Linked DNA regions of Rattus norvegicus: region 1 is linked to region 2. The links are chromatin contacts, called in public Hi-C maps. All regions are on one chromosome and are shown on one strand. Each heading gives the region's core, a stretch centred on a gene start, on an enhancer-like site or on the middle of the called end of the contact. The rest is flanking DNA. Distances are from core to core; before and after follow the strand shown.

What was found. Hi-C and Micro-C count contacts between places; a contact is called where the count stands out from the background.
Region 1: a contact with region 2 is called in a Hi-C map of frontal cortex, with 1.9 times the contacts expected there. The contact joins two enhancer-like sites. A contact is called at or near these places in 1 of 12 Hi-C or Micro-C datasets (frontal cortex) and 1 of 1 datasets of contacts at active chromatin or transcription factors (oligodendrocytes).

What each region holds. Positions count from the first base shown.
Region 1 is chr5:87,550,146-87,556,415 of GRCr8, reverse strand. It overlaps a transcript of Brinp1 not described here. Among named protein-coding and RNA genes, the nearest start is that of Brinp1, 45 kb to the right of the region's middle. Within about 2 kb of position 3,600, at least 3 of the 93 cell types and tissues checked have an H3K27ac peak or open chromatin away from gene starts, as enhancers often do.
Region 2 is chr5:87,367,504-87,373,592 of GRCr8, reverse strand. The region is part of intron 6 of Brinp1 (BMP/retinoic acid inducible neural specific 1); the gene reads left to right. Among named protein-coding and RNA genes, the nearest start is that of Brinp1, 140 kb to the left of the region's middle. Within about 2 kb of position 2,877, at least 18 of the 93 cell types and tissues checked have an H3K27ac peak or open chromatin away from gene starts, as enhancers often do.

The DNA.
Region 1 (6,270 bases), core at 2,351-4,850, 180 kb before region 2:
TCATACACAAAAGTGATTACTTTTAGGTTGGAGACATGACCTTGTAAAGGAACTCTTGAGATCATTCTTACAAACCAGCCCGGCATCCCTCAGTGTAGCAGTGTGACAGCAGTGTTTATAGGAGAGACTGAGAAAGTAGGAGAAAGGCTCAATAGTATGCAGAATTACTAAGGCAGAATTTGTAATTCTCTGTGTTGCTATGGGTCAGAAAGCAGATGTGGATGGGTCATTGACCATGAGAGCTGAATGTCATCGTTCATATAGGCCTGTTTAATTTTCTCTCCTTTTCTTTTGTCTTATTGTGTACATAGAATCATTCTCTTTAAGGTGAAAACAGAACCTCAGTTACCTCAAGAGCCCAGAGCCCCGGCAACCTCTTTCTCTTTACCTGTCTACTTCAATTTCTAATATGTAAGGCCAGGGTTCCTGTTAGGTTTACCTGAAAGCATGGATGACTGACAGTAACTGGATGCTCGGTGAACTTGGTTTATCTTTGTCTTCATGATTGCCTTTTACATCATCAATGCCATTTACTTTATCAAGTTCCTAAATACCTTGAAATGATTTTTATATTATATTTAACCTTGAGTGTGATACTCCAAATTTAGAATTCTGTCCGTTTTCCCAAAAAGTACTCTCCGTCTACAAAAAAATGAAGAATTCACTGTAAAATATGCAATAAATGACAATATCTGACCTCAAGCCCTTGTCTACTATGACACATTAAATGTGATGTTATTTTCTGAATTGTCCTCCCTTCTTGCATTAGCCTAAGACATTGACCAGCTAGTAGTTGCTTCTAGCCCAACCCAAGTAGCTTCTTATAGTGGGGGTTGATGGCTGCTACTTGGCCTCTATTATCTTGGGCTAGGTCAGTCATTGTCAATCATCAACCATTATGTCATAAGCCTTTGGCTTCACTTCTGATCTTTCACTTGCCTAAAGTAGGAAGGCATCCATTGTAATTTTTCCAGAAGTTATAAATGGAACTGCTGGAAGGAGCTTCCTAAATCCTCCCTAACAATATGCATTTTACTTCCTTTCCTTCTTTATCTGTCAGTATCATGAATATCTTCCACTCTTGTTGGGCGTTCTGGCTGCCAATTTCATAGCCTCCTAAAATAGTAATTTAATTTTACAATGCCTCTGTAGGAAACCTTAGCTTAGCCTGTTTATTTGCACTCCAATCATGGAAGTTCAAATGCTGCTGAAACCAGGGCCAGTAGTCATCGAATAAGCAAGCTACTTTCTAACTTGGAGCCAATGCCAATATTTTGCTTTTTATGGAAAGAGTAACTCCAAACCTACCTGTCATCTCTGTGATCTCACTGCCACTGTTAAAAGCAACTCAAGAAATTGTAGGGTGGAGATGGCACATATTTCACAGCCCGATGTTGCAAGATGCTCAACATATTCTATGTTTCTGTCTTTTTGTCTCTTCTCTATTTACTTGAACACATACATACTTACATGTAGTCAAGAAAATGGACACTGAACACAGTTCAGAACAAGAAGAAAAAAGAACTATAGATAGTTTGAAAAACGTTCAAGTAGAGTCACCCCTTCATAACACTGTACCATGATCTCAGTCATAATTGTAGGATCACCTGCTATTAGAAAGTAAACTTGCACAGAACTTTAAAATGGAGAGCGTGCAAGGCTACAAATGTGTAGTGTGTGTGTGTGTGTGTGTGTGTGTGTGTGTGTGTGTGTGTGTTCTCTTTCCATTTAATGCACATTTTGTGAATAAATTGAGAAGAAAGAAAGAAGCCATTAGAAGGGATGATGAATGGAAGACAGTGAGAAAAGATGAAGAGGAGGGAAAATAATATGTTTGTATGAAAATGACACAATTACATTTTACCCCCACTAATAAGAAGGGGATTTGTTTTGTTTTGATTGCTACTAGGAGATCTCAATCAAATGCTACAAGAGAGATGGGATAAGGTTAGGAAAGACGTTAAGATGTAATGAAACAAAGTTTTGCTACTTGAAAACAAAGAAGCAATAAATAAGAGCAAAAGCAATAGGGTACCTAGTTGCATTATTATTGTTGTAAAAATATAAAAATAAAAAAGTAGTAGTCTTTTACCCTGCTAGGTCCACGCCGCGGTGCCCCAAGATATCTGCTAGATATCTTGGCGGAAACACAGCCCAACCGCACACTTTCCTACTCTCAAACCCTCACATAAAAGAACACACAACACAATAATCTTTGACCCAATTGGTATGATATAATTGCTTAAACATACAAAGCCCAGTACTATCCATCCCTTGAGAACATTAATAACAACCTGTGAATACACAGAGCAGAATCTTAACATCACCTGCCATCTTGTCCTGCCACGGCTTCTCCCCTCTCTCCCTCCTGTCTCTTCCTCTAGTCTCCTCCTCTTCCTTCAAACTTCTCTCCAGCCCATCCTTCCTTCTCCTCCAATGACAGGCCTCCTTCTATCCTGTACCTGCCCCTCACCTGTACTTTACAAATTCAATGGAGAGGTGGTTCTGGTGAAGTCACCTGAGTTTTGAGTCCTTGACTAGGCAGCTGTCCTTAGGGGAGTGGAATTAGCATCAAAATACAGTAACTTCAGGGCTAACCACAACACATTATGACAATGTTTTATAGCTGCTGCTGCTGTTGTTGTTGTTGATAATGATGATGATGATGAGAAGGAGGAGGAGGAGGGGGAGGAGGAGGGGGAAGAGCAGGAACATAATTTTAACATCATGGTAGGTTGTTTTAGCAGTGAATGCCATTCAGGCAAGCAGTGCAGGAAAAGAGAGGCTCCTTTACAGGGTTAGAATTGCACATTCAATGCACATGTGGCCTGTGTTTGCTTCATTTTAAAATTAAGGAATAGAGCTGGCAAGGTTTGTCATAGATTAAAGTACTTGCTGGCCAAATATAGGGTTGGAGTTCATATTTTCAGAGTGCATGTAAATGCCAGATGCACATGGTCATAACCTATAGAGCCAGAACTCTGCTAGTCCTGTCAGCGAGGTCTGAGTTAGCTGAGAACTACTTCAATGACAAAAGTAGGGAGGAAGAGACTTCTGGCTTCATCACCATCTGGGTTTCACATGTACATACACGTGTTCCTGTATACAGGAGTGAAAAATAAATAATACCAGGAGAACTTCTTATTTTACACTTCTTTGTGCTAGACATTGTTCTAAGAGCTGTGAAAACAGCTGCGAACCCAAGTGATTAAGACCCCCCAGCCCCATCTTGGAACTTATTTTCTACTTGAGGGAAAAGATGTTATATAAATAATCAAGCAAAAATATAGTGTGTGTCAGATGGTGATAAGTGTAATAAAGAAGAGAAAAAAAATAGACCATGACTAGAGAAGGAAAGTGGGTGGCACAGATGGTGCGGTGGTACAAGGCATGCTAATTTGTGTAAATAGGAAGGGGGACTGCCCACTGGGGAAGGTGGGGTTGGAGTGGGCTGACTTTGAAAAGAAGTCTGGATCCAGAAGACCACAAGGCACATACCTAGCCAGGTAGGGTACTTAGCCTTCCAGGTGGAGGGAGTCAGGTAAAATCTTTACCTCTGAACGTATTTAGAAGGATAATTAGAGTGGTTTGAGCGAGTAAAATTAAGAAGTGGGGCCATGCTCAGGATGGATCTTCTGAAGTGGGATTCTGTGCAAAGAGGCCGATGTGAATACCATGGAGGAAGCAAAAGGAAGTGAGGGAGATATCAGGAGAGTTGGAGCTCCATCCTGACACATCCCCAAGCTATCCCAATTTTTACAGAAGAGATGAAAATGCTTCTAAATTAAAAATAGGACCTCCCCTTAGAAGTTCGTTAGATGTTCACAGTGTGTGAAGAATGTTCCTTCTGAGGACAAAAGGAAAATAAAATTAACCAAAGCACAGAATTATTGTGGTTAATAATAAAAATAAAACACACCATCCCACGCTATTGCTAGCACCAGTGGGCCACATGGCATCTGCAGGATATTTTCATCTCAATCAGCAAAACATCTTAACCCGACTCACTAAGTTTTCAATTTCCATCTCACACTGCCCACTACTCTCTGTCTTTGGTAGTCTCTCTGCCTCCACGACTAGCCCCGTCAGTGACCATCCAGCTAGTTCCGAAGGTGGGTCACCAATGCCATGGAGAGACTGCCTATCTCGTGGCTCCGTTCCTGTGGACTTTGCTCACATTCCCGGCATCCACTCCCTATGGGGAGAGTCACAATTCCCAGTATCCCAGTAAAATCAGAACTCTAAAAGCTTATAATTTATCATTCAGATTTATATCAACAAATCTCACCCTACACAACATCCACAAAATAAAATCTAAACCAATTAATATTGATATTAACTGCCCAACTAGATTAGACAAGTTGTACTATAAAATCCATCCCTTATGGAGTATTAGTAACTCTCTGTGGACCTTTCAGGCCACAGAGATCTGAGTGTCCTTCTCTACTTCCACCTCGGTTCTTCTTCCACCTTTCTTATTCATTTCTTTTTCTGTCTTTCTCATCTCTCCTGCCTTACAAAACTCTGTCCCCGGCTTTCATTTTCACTGCCCTATCACAGGCCTTGCCTTATCTTGTAACTGTTCTCATCTGCATATAGACATCAATCCACACAGAATGAAGTTTACAGACTCTAATCATGTCTTTTCGAAGTATCTTCAGACACCAGGAGATGGAATGATAGGAAATATCTGCATAATGGGGAAGCAGCAGGATCTTCCATGATGTTTTGATATGAAAGTGAATATCACATATAGAAAGCACTTGGGAATATTTCTTATGCTCAGCAAGTGTTCCATAAACGCTTAGGGCATCTTTTTATATTGACTTCCATTTGGTGAGTAATTGAAGAGGTATAAGAAGCAAAATATCATAGAATGCATGATTGTTGAATAAAATACTTCTATTTATTAGTAGCTACCTTTGGATAATGTGTTATAAATGAATTTCATTCTTTCTATGATGCTTACCTGTACTTCCCGATATTCTGAAATAAATATGCAGTATGTGGGTAATCAATGCTTTAATTAGTAGGATCAAGGAAATTAGTGAGCAATCCATGGTAGGTTAGAAGAAAAACTGAAATACAAGGGAATTTATGAATGCACATTGTCTACTTTTGTAAGTCATCCTAGGTCAAATGTGAAGATTCAACTTCTTTTTTAATTCACTCTTGGCTTAAGTAATAAAATTCATAATACACTGATGATAGTCTAAGTGATTTGTGATTTCTTATGAACAAAGATTGGCTAATAGCCCCTTAAAACAAAGTAGGATCAAATTTATATTAAATGAAACCATTTTCTGAAGAGAGGACACATGTCAAGGTTTGAGAAGCAGGGATGTGTCCGGAAGCCCTTTCTCTATTTCAAATTTTGGATAGATTACAAACACACACACACACACACACACACACACACACACACACACACACACACCACTCAAAGAAAAGAAATAAAAGCTTTCAGAACAGGAGCTCTATTGACAAAGGTCACTTTTGTAGCATAGTGTCTAAGCCAAGAATGGCAGTTCACTGCTCAGGTCTAAAACCATTCTTTCATGAGAATTCTATGTGTATTCTCATGTCCTTTTCTATTAGGTACTATTTTACTGTTTTGTTTTGTTTGGAGTTTTGAAAACTCTGAGGACAATCTATTGGATGGCACAATAAATTGGAGAGAAGCAATATATTATATGCACAAACAGTTTAAAACTAATTTCAATCTTACAATAAAGAAAGATTTAATTATTTTTAATTCAAGTGTTCTTGAAACTATCTGATCTTCCAATTTCAACTTTTTCTTTCCTTTAATTTAAATATTAGTACTGTTTGTGACATGTAAAAAGCTGTAAGTAGTAGAAAATATATCTTCTATAGAAAGACTGAAATATTACATTCGTGGTAAATTTATGTATATTTAATTTTGATAATATAAATTATTTTAGAATACATGATCATAACAAGAAAACTATCAGAAGGTAATAAAGAAGGATATTTCCTTGATTTAATGTACACGTCATTTTTCCCTTTTCTCTCTCTCTCCTTTCTAATTAGTTTACTATCTTACTTGTTCTTTCTTGCTTGTTGCCATCCTGTGTCTCCTTGTAGCTTTGGTTTCCTCATGTCTGATTATGAAACATCTTTGATGAGTAGACTAATTTTTCCGATTTGAAGCCATTAACAGTCTTATTGCAGGCAGACATATAATTTGATTTTATGCAGAGAAGCTGGTTCTAAAGTTGGAGAATAACTATATACAATGTGGATTAA
Region 2 (6,089 bases), core at 1,628-4,127:
TGGGGACACAAATAATCTGAACAAGGCTTGAGTTGTGAATACAGTCTTTTATTGGATGGAGGTTCATTAATTTATTGTGTTGTCCTTAATTCCATTTTTTGTTGGGTATTATTTAATCTTAGCATTTTTCATGAGCCAATATTTTTTGTCTGTTGTAAATGCTCTAAAAAAATCTCTACTCCAATTCCTTAAAGATAGTTGCCTTCACTTTTTGTAGAATTGTTTAGTCCTTGTTATTGTTTACTTTTCACAGATCTCCCATCATTTGATTTAATTTGGAAGAGTAGAAGTAGTTTCTCTCAAAGTTTCATTGTTTAATATCAGTAGTTAACTGACCCACCAGTACTTGTTGAATATTTCCTCCCTTGTAGTTTTCAATCTATAATTACTGATTTCAAAGGAACCATTTAACATGTGAACTCGAGGGGAAAACAGTCACTGTTTTCATAAGAGATCTTGTGCACTTACTACAAGTCTGGAGCTTCTATACATTCTCTTATCTGATGCTCAGAATGACCTTGCAAAGAGTATGCTATTATTTCATTCTGTACCAGAGACAACAGAAGCTTAGAAAGGACAAGTGATTAGTTCAAGGTTAAATAATGTATTCATTAAGATTCAATACCATTATTTTGTCCTTTGAGTACAATGCCCATATCTAGTCTAGATGTTTCTTCTGCGAGCATTCTAGTGGCAGAGTTCATTAGAACTATGGAAAATGAGCAAACAGTGAAACTAGAATATTAGACTGCAATCAGTTGGGCTGTTTTAATAACATAGAAGAATATTTTTACCTGGGACAATTTCCCTCACGAATGGCAATAATGGTAATAAGTTTTAAGTCCTTGAGCTAGAAACTCTCAGAATCTCTGTATATTTAGGTTAGCTCATAATACAAAGTGCAAGGTAGTTATTATGTTCATTTGGCAGAGAAGAAAACTGTGATTCAGGGGATGGAAGGGTGACTCAATTATTAAAGTGCTTGTCTGGTAAGAGGGTGCATCACTAGCACCCACATAAAAAAACAATGTCCAAATTATTAATTCATGCTCGTCATCCCATCGCTAAGAAAGCAAAGAAATGGTGGCTACTGAGAGAGTTCAATGGCTCGTAAGCCTAGACTAATCAGTGGACTTTGGATCCCAGTGGAAGACCCTGTCACAGAAAACAAGATGGTGGGCTTATGAGAAAATATTGGTTAGTCTACAGCTGCCATGTTCATGGGCCCTCATGTAGGTACACCCACACACACCAAACACACACACACACACACACACACACACACACACACACACACACACACACTAAACCACTTGGTGCAAGATTATACCCAATGGAAGAAATGGAGGACCAGTGATTGTCAAAAAGCTCAAGGACAAATATCCAAGGTCAAATAGACAGTGCAAGTGCAGTTCTTCCTTAACTTATTTGTACCCTGTTATTCACCCAGACCATTGACTACATGATTACTACCTCATTTCAAGGTTACAACAAGCCACTAGGCTCTGGTTTGCCCCTTTTAACTTCCATAGGACGTTGGTCTGAGCCTTCCATTGTGCTGCTCAGGACAAATAACAGACTCTGACAGCATCCGCATAGGAGCACCTGCTGCTCTTAGTCCTTCTTTCATCTCTGAGCTGCTCCTGCTCCTTCCATCATCTGTCTTCAGGACTTCTATTCCCCAAAGCAAAACTCAAGAGTTTGAATATGAAGCTGATGTTGCCTGTCACCTCCTTCCAGACACAGAACAGTGTAATTGCAAAAATTGTTTCATAATCCTCCCCAATTAAGATTCTGACAACCTAATTTGAAAGACCAGGATTCTTCCTTTGCAGCTAGCTCGCCCTCTTCCTCCTTTCACCCTCACTACTGCCCCTGCAAGCATATTTACCAGCTTCACTCCACGGTTCCAACTAGAAAATGTTCTCAGCATGGCAGGAGACTGTAAAACTCTCCTTTTGGTCATTACTTTGCCACTGTTATGTTCTATTCAATGAGGCTCTGACCTCATGTGAAGAACTGAGGACAAACAGGCTGTTAGGGCTATAGAAGGAACTTAAATAGGGCAATGATTAAAAGGTAAATATTTGTCCAGGGAAACTGATGAGCAGAGTGGGCCTGATGGCTAGTTATAATTGAGACTGGCACAGCCATGAAACAGTATTCCTGGCATCTGACCCTAAAGACATGTGTGGGTTTGAAGAGCACCAGTCTTTCAGGACATCCATAAGTATGGCTGTACACACACACACACACACACACACACACACACACACACACACACACACACACACAAGTACATATATGCATGCACATACGCATGCACAAACATTCATACACACGTGCAAAGTATATAAAGAACAGTGCGCACCAGACACCGAGGAATAAGTCCTTGTCTCCCAGTATTTGCCTGTCTTCTGCAAAATATATACTCCATGGTACCATGGGAATGTACCTAGAGTACCTAGATACCAATTACAATGTCAAAGAAACACCTAGGAAAACACACAGGGCATAAATGAAAGAGTAATTTGAAATTCTACTTTCTTCCTTTTTCATTTCTTCTGTTCTTTTAAAAACACACTGTTATTAAACAAATAGGCCTTACAGATTATAGTTTTGTATTTTAGCCTAGATTTCTTCCCCTGTGTCCTGCCACATTCTCTTGGCACTAGATTTGTATGATCTTCCCTAAAATGCCACAGGCCAGGCACCGCATTCCCAGCTTAGGCAAAACCTCCAATTAAAATCAGCAGGGAGGTTGCTTGAATTAGGAATCCCAGCCAGGGCTCCCCAGCCTGATGGTTCAGAATGAGAGATGTGAGCCTTTAAACAACGGATGGGAAGCCCTAGGTGGCAAAGCCTCTGTCCTCCAAATGACAAGGGACTCATGCTGTGTCTCTTGGAGACCTGTCAGGTTGCCAGAACACCCTGGCTGTGGCAAAGACAGGGAGCACAGGGAAGCAGCTGAGATGTCTCCAGGGTGCTGAGAGTGGTTTATATCCGCTATGGGGCTTGGAGGGCAAGCAATATATACTGTGATCGTTGAGAGTATGCCGAGATTATATTTAGAAAGCTTGAACTCTGGCCATGCCTATGCTGTGTAACCATGGATGAGTGACAGTCCTTCTCTGGCTCAACACGCTTATCAGTTACGTGGAATTCAGAAGCAAATCCTACCTCATGTGAGTGACCGTGAGGATGAAGAGATAACTGCCGTGACCTAGAAGGTACTATAGAATATTAACTGTCTATCTCACCAACGGAGGGGCAGTGTCATTCAGTTTTAAACGTGATGAAGATGAACTGTCAATTTCTCTGGCTTTTCTTAAAAATTCTCTGCTTTTGCAGTCCAACCTACTGTATATGAAGCCACTGTGAGTGCTAATCAATCAAGTACCAGATTTTTTTGTCTAGTTTAGAGGTGAACATGCATCTTCCTGCTCTCCTCTTTACTCTTTTCTCTCCTCCTCCCTATCTCTTACCTCCTCTCCATCCAGCTCTCTCCTTCCCTCCGTTCATTCCAGCCCCCATCAGAATGAACTGAGTATCTCATCCAACAGAAAGATACTGATTTGACTGCAAATGGAAGATGGTGTAGCTGGATCCCCAGAGATAGAGAAAAGCATTTTAAAACATGGTTCTTACTGCCTCACACTCACTGCATAACAGTGGGTCTGTGTGAGCATTGTGAGACCCTCCCATCCAGAACTGACCTATTAAGCTGTTTCTCTGTCCCTAAAGTTGAGACAGTTGTCACTAGCTAGCCTGGGAAAAGGTATTTATAGATCACGGCCCCTCCTACCCCTCGTGCCCATCCTTTCTACGTGCATTCATCAGAGAGGCCCGATTATCTCCAAATGGAAAAGAGAGACCCTGAAAGGTTCAGAGGAAGCAAGGGATGTAGTGAAAGACTCTTAAATGACCAAATGCTCTTTATCTCCCCATCCATTCCATTTGTTTATCTTCTTATGGCTACTTCCTGTTTGTTATCCTTATTGTTTTAATATCATATTATGATTTATTTCACAAAGTATGCCCACAGCAGATGTACAATGTTGGTATTTAAAAGGTATGCTAATCTCTCAAGTCCTCTTCTTCTGTCACACCACAGTGGTGACAGGTGACACAAAGGGGAACAGTGCATGTGAAGGTGCCTTACCACCATCCATGCTACACATAGGGGTCCATAATAATGGTAAGGCATAGAATCCCTCCATATGTTTAGGATGCCACCTTCAATGACATTTTTTGTTACTCAGAAAACTGGGCGGAGATGGAAAAGTTATAGAAGATTATTTTGACTAAAGCTGATGTTGGAAGTTGCTTATATTTAAAAAATCAGCAAATACACACACACACACACACACACACACACACACACAAAATGGGCTGAGCTTATTTTTCAGGTTTTAGTCTTCTCAAATGAAGGATTGAAAAGTAACAGGATGGTCTGTGACATTGGGAATTAGCAATCACTGATAACACTGTTCTCGTTCTTTCTCTGTGTCTCTGTGTGTCTCTGTGTGCCCCCTCCCTCCTCTCTCTCTCTGTCTCTCTGTCTGTCTCTCTCTGTCTCTGTCTCTGTCTCTGTCTCTGTCTCTCTGTCTCTCTGTCTCTCTCTCTCTCTCTCTCTCTCTCTCTCTCTGTCTCTCTCTCTGTACTCAAGCCCATGGTTTCTTCACTGTCTACGTTATCTGGATCTTGTAACTGGTAATAATTTAACCTCCCTTGAACCTGTTTCTATCTTACACACTGGCATATCACATATCACATTATGCCTAGTATCTTCTATGTACCCTTCTTAGTAGCTTCCATGTACCCTTCTGCCCATCATCTCCAACATGAAGTCTCTTTCTCCTCTCTGTCACCCCACCTTTCCCCTCTGTTTCCTCCTTCCTGGGCCTCGCACTCCTTACACCCCTCCTTCACATCACTTCCCTTCTGCCTCCTCATGCTGTACCATTAATGCCCCCTTTGATACAGCCCACAACCTCACAATTATTCCAAGCTCAGGAGACGCAGGTGCCATGCAGCCTGCTAATGTGTCTCAGAGGGCCTCTGTCCCCAGTCCCTCCTGCCTGACAAGGCTGGAATCCTAATTCCCCAGCAGCCCCCTTGCTTGTAGCAGCAGCACCAGGAACTTTCATCTTTTTATTTCCCCCACTGAGGATTCTGAGAGTGCCGCCACAATGAAGCATTGACAGGAGGAGTGGGGGCTGAGGTCCCTACAAAGGGTCCCAAAGATAAGACACGAGAAAGGGGGCGCTCTACGGGGTTATAGAATGCCTTGCAGATGGGAACAGAAGCACTCTAAATGGGGTACTGTGCTGTCACTTGGAGAGCGAGTGACAGGGGCAAGTGTGGGCCATTTGAAAGAGACATTTTGAAATAGAGCTCTTGTCAGATGTAACCACGCAATCGCAGCCGCGTGGAGGGCCCCTGCAGCTCACAAAAAATATCAGATGACTCATACCCCAATATTCAATGTTCTGATTTGGGAGGTGGGAGCCACACAGCTCATTATGATTCTTGCTCCGTTTCCTAAAAGCTGGGCCTGCTGTTCTCCAGGCTGTAATAGGATTGGTCTCACGAAGCAGAGACCAGGGAGGCCTGCGGCTGTGTGGGTGGATGGTATGGAAAACTAATACTGCTATCCTGAGGGGACAGAGAGAAGTTTGTTTTCCGTTTTCATTTTTTTCTTTTTGTTAATAAAATGTAAGAAGGAAAATATTAATATTCTTCATTCATTCATTCAGCAAACATTTATGAAGCTAGCTAGGTTATGTGCTACGTGCTGAAGGAAGAAAGTCTCTGCCTGCTAAACCTGAGAGTCTAGAGGAGAGACTAGGAATGAGACAAACAGTTTAAGCACAATGCCTTGGGGTGTTTTCAGGGTTTTTTTTTTTTTCTTTTACCAGATGGGGGGGTGGTTCTGTGGATTAAACAGGTAGAGAGTTTCAAGAAGCTAATTATGACACCATTTTTCTCAGTTGATAAGTAACTCATTTAAATCCCAAGTCAGCTAGGCAGCCATTTCAACAGTATCCATTTTCAAATAGCTACAACAAAATGGCTTCTTTTAGACT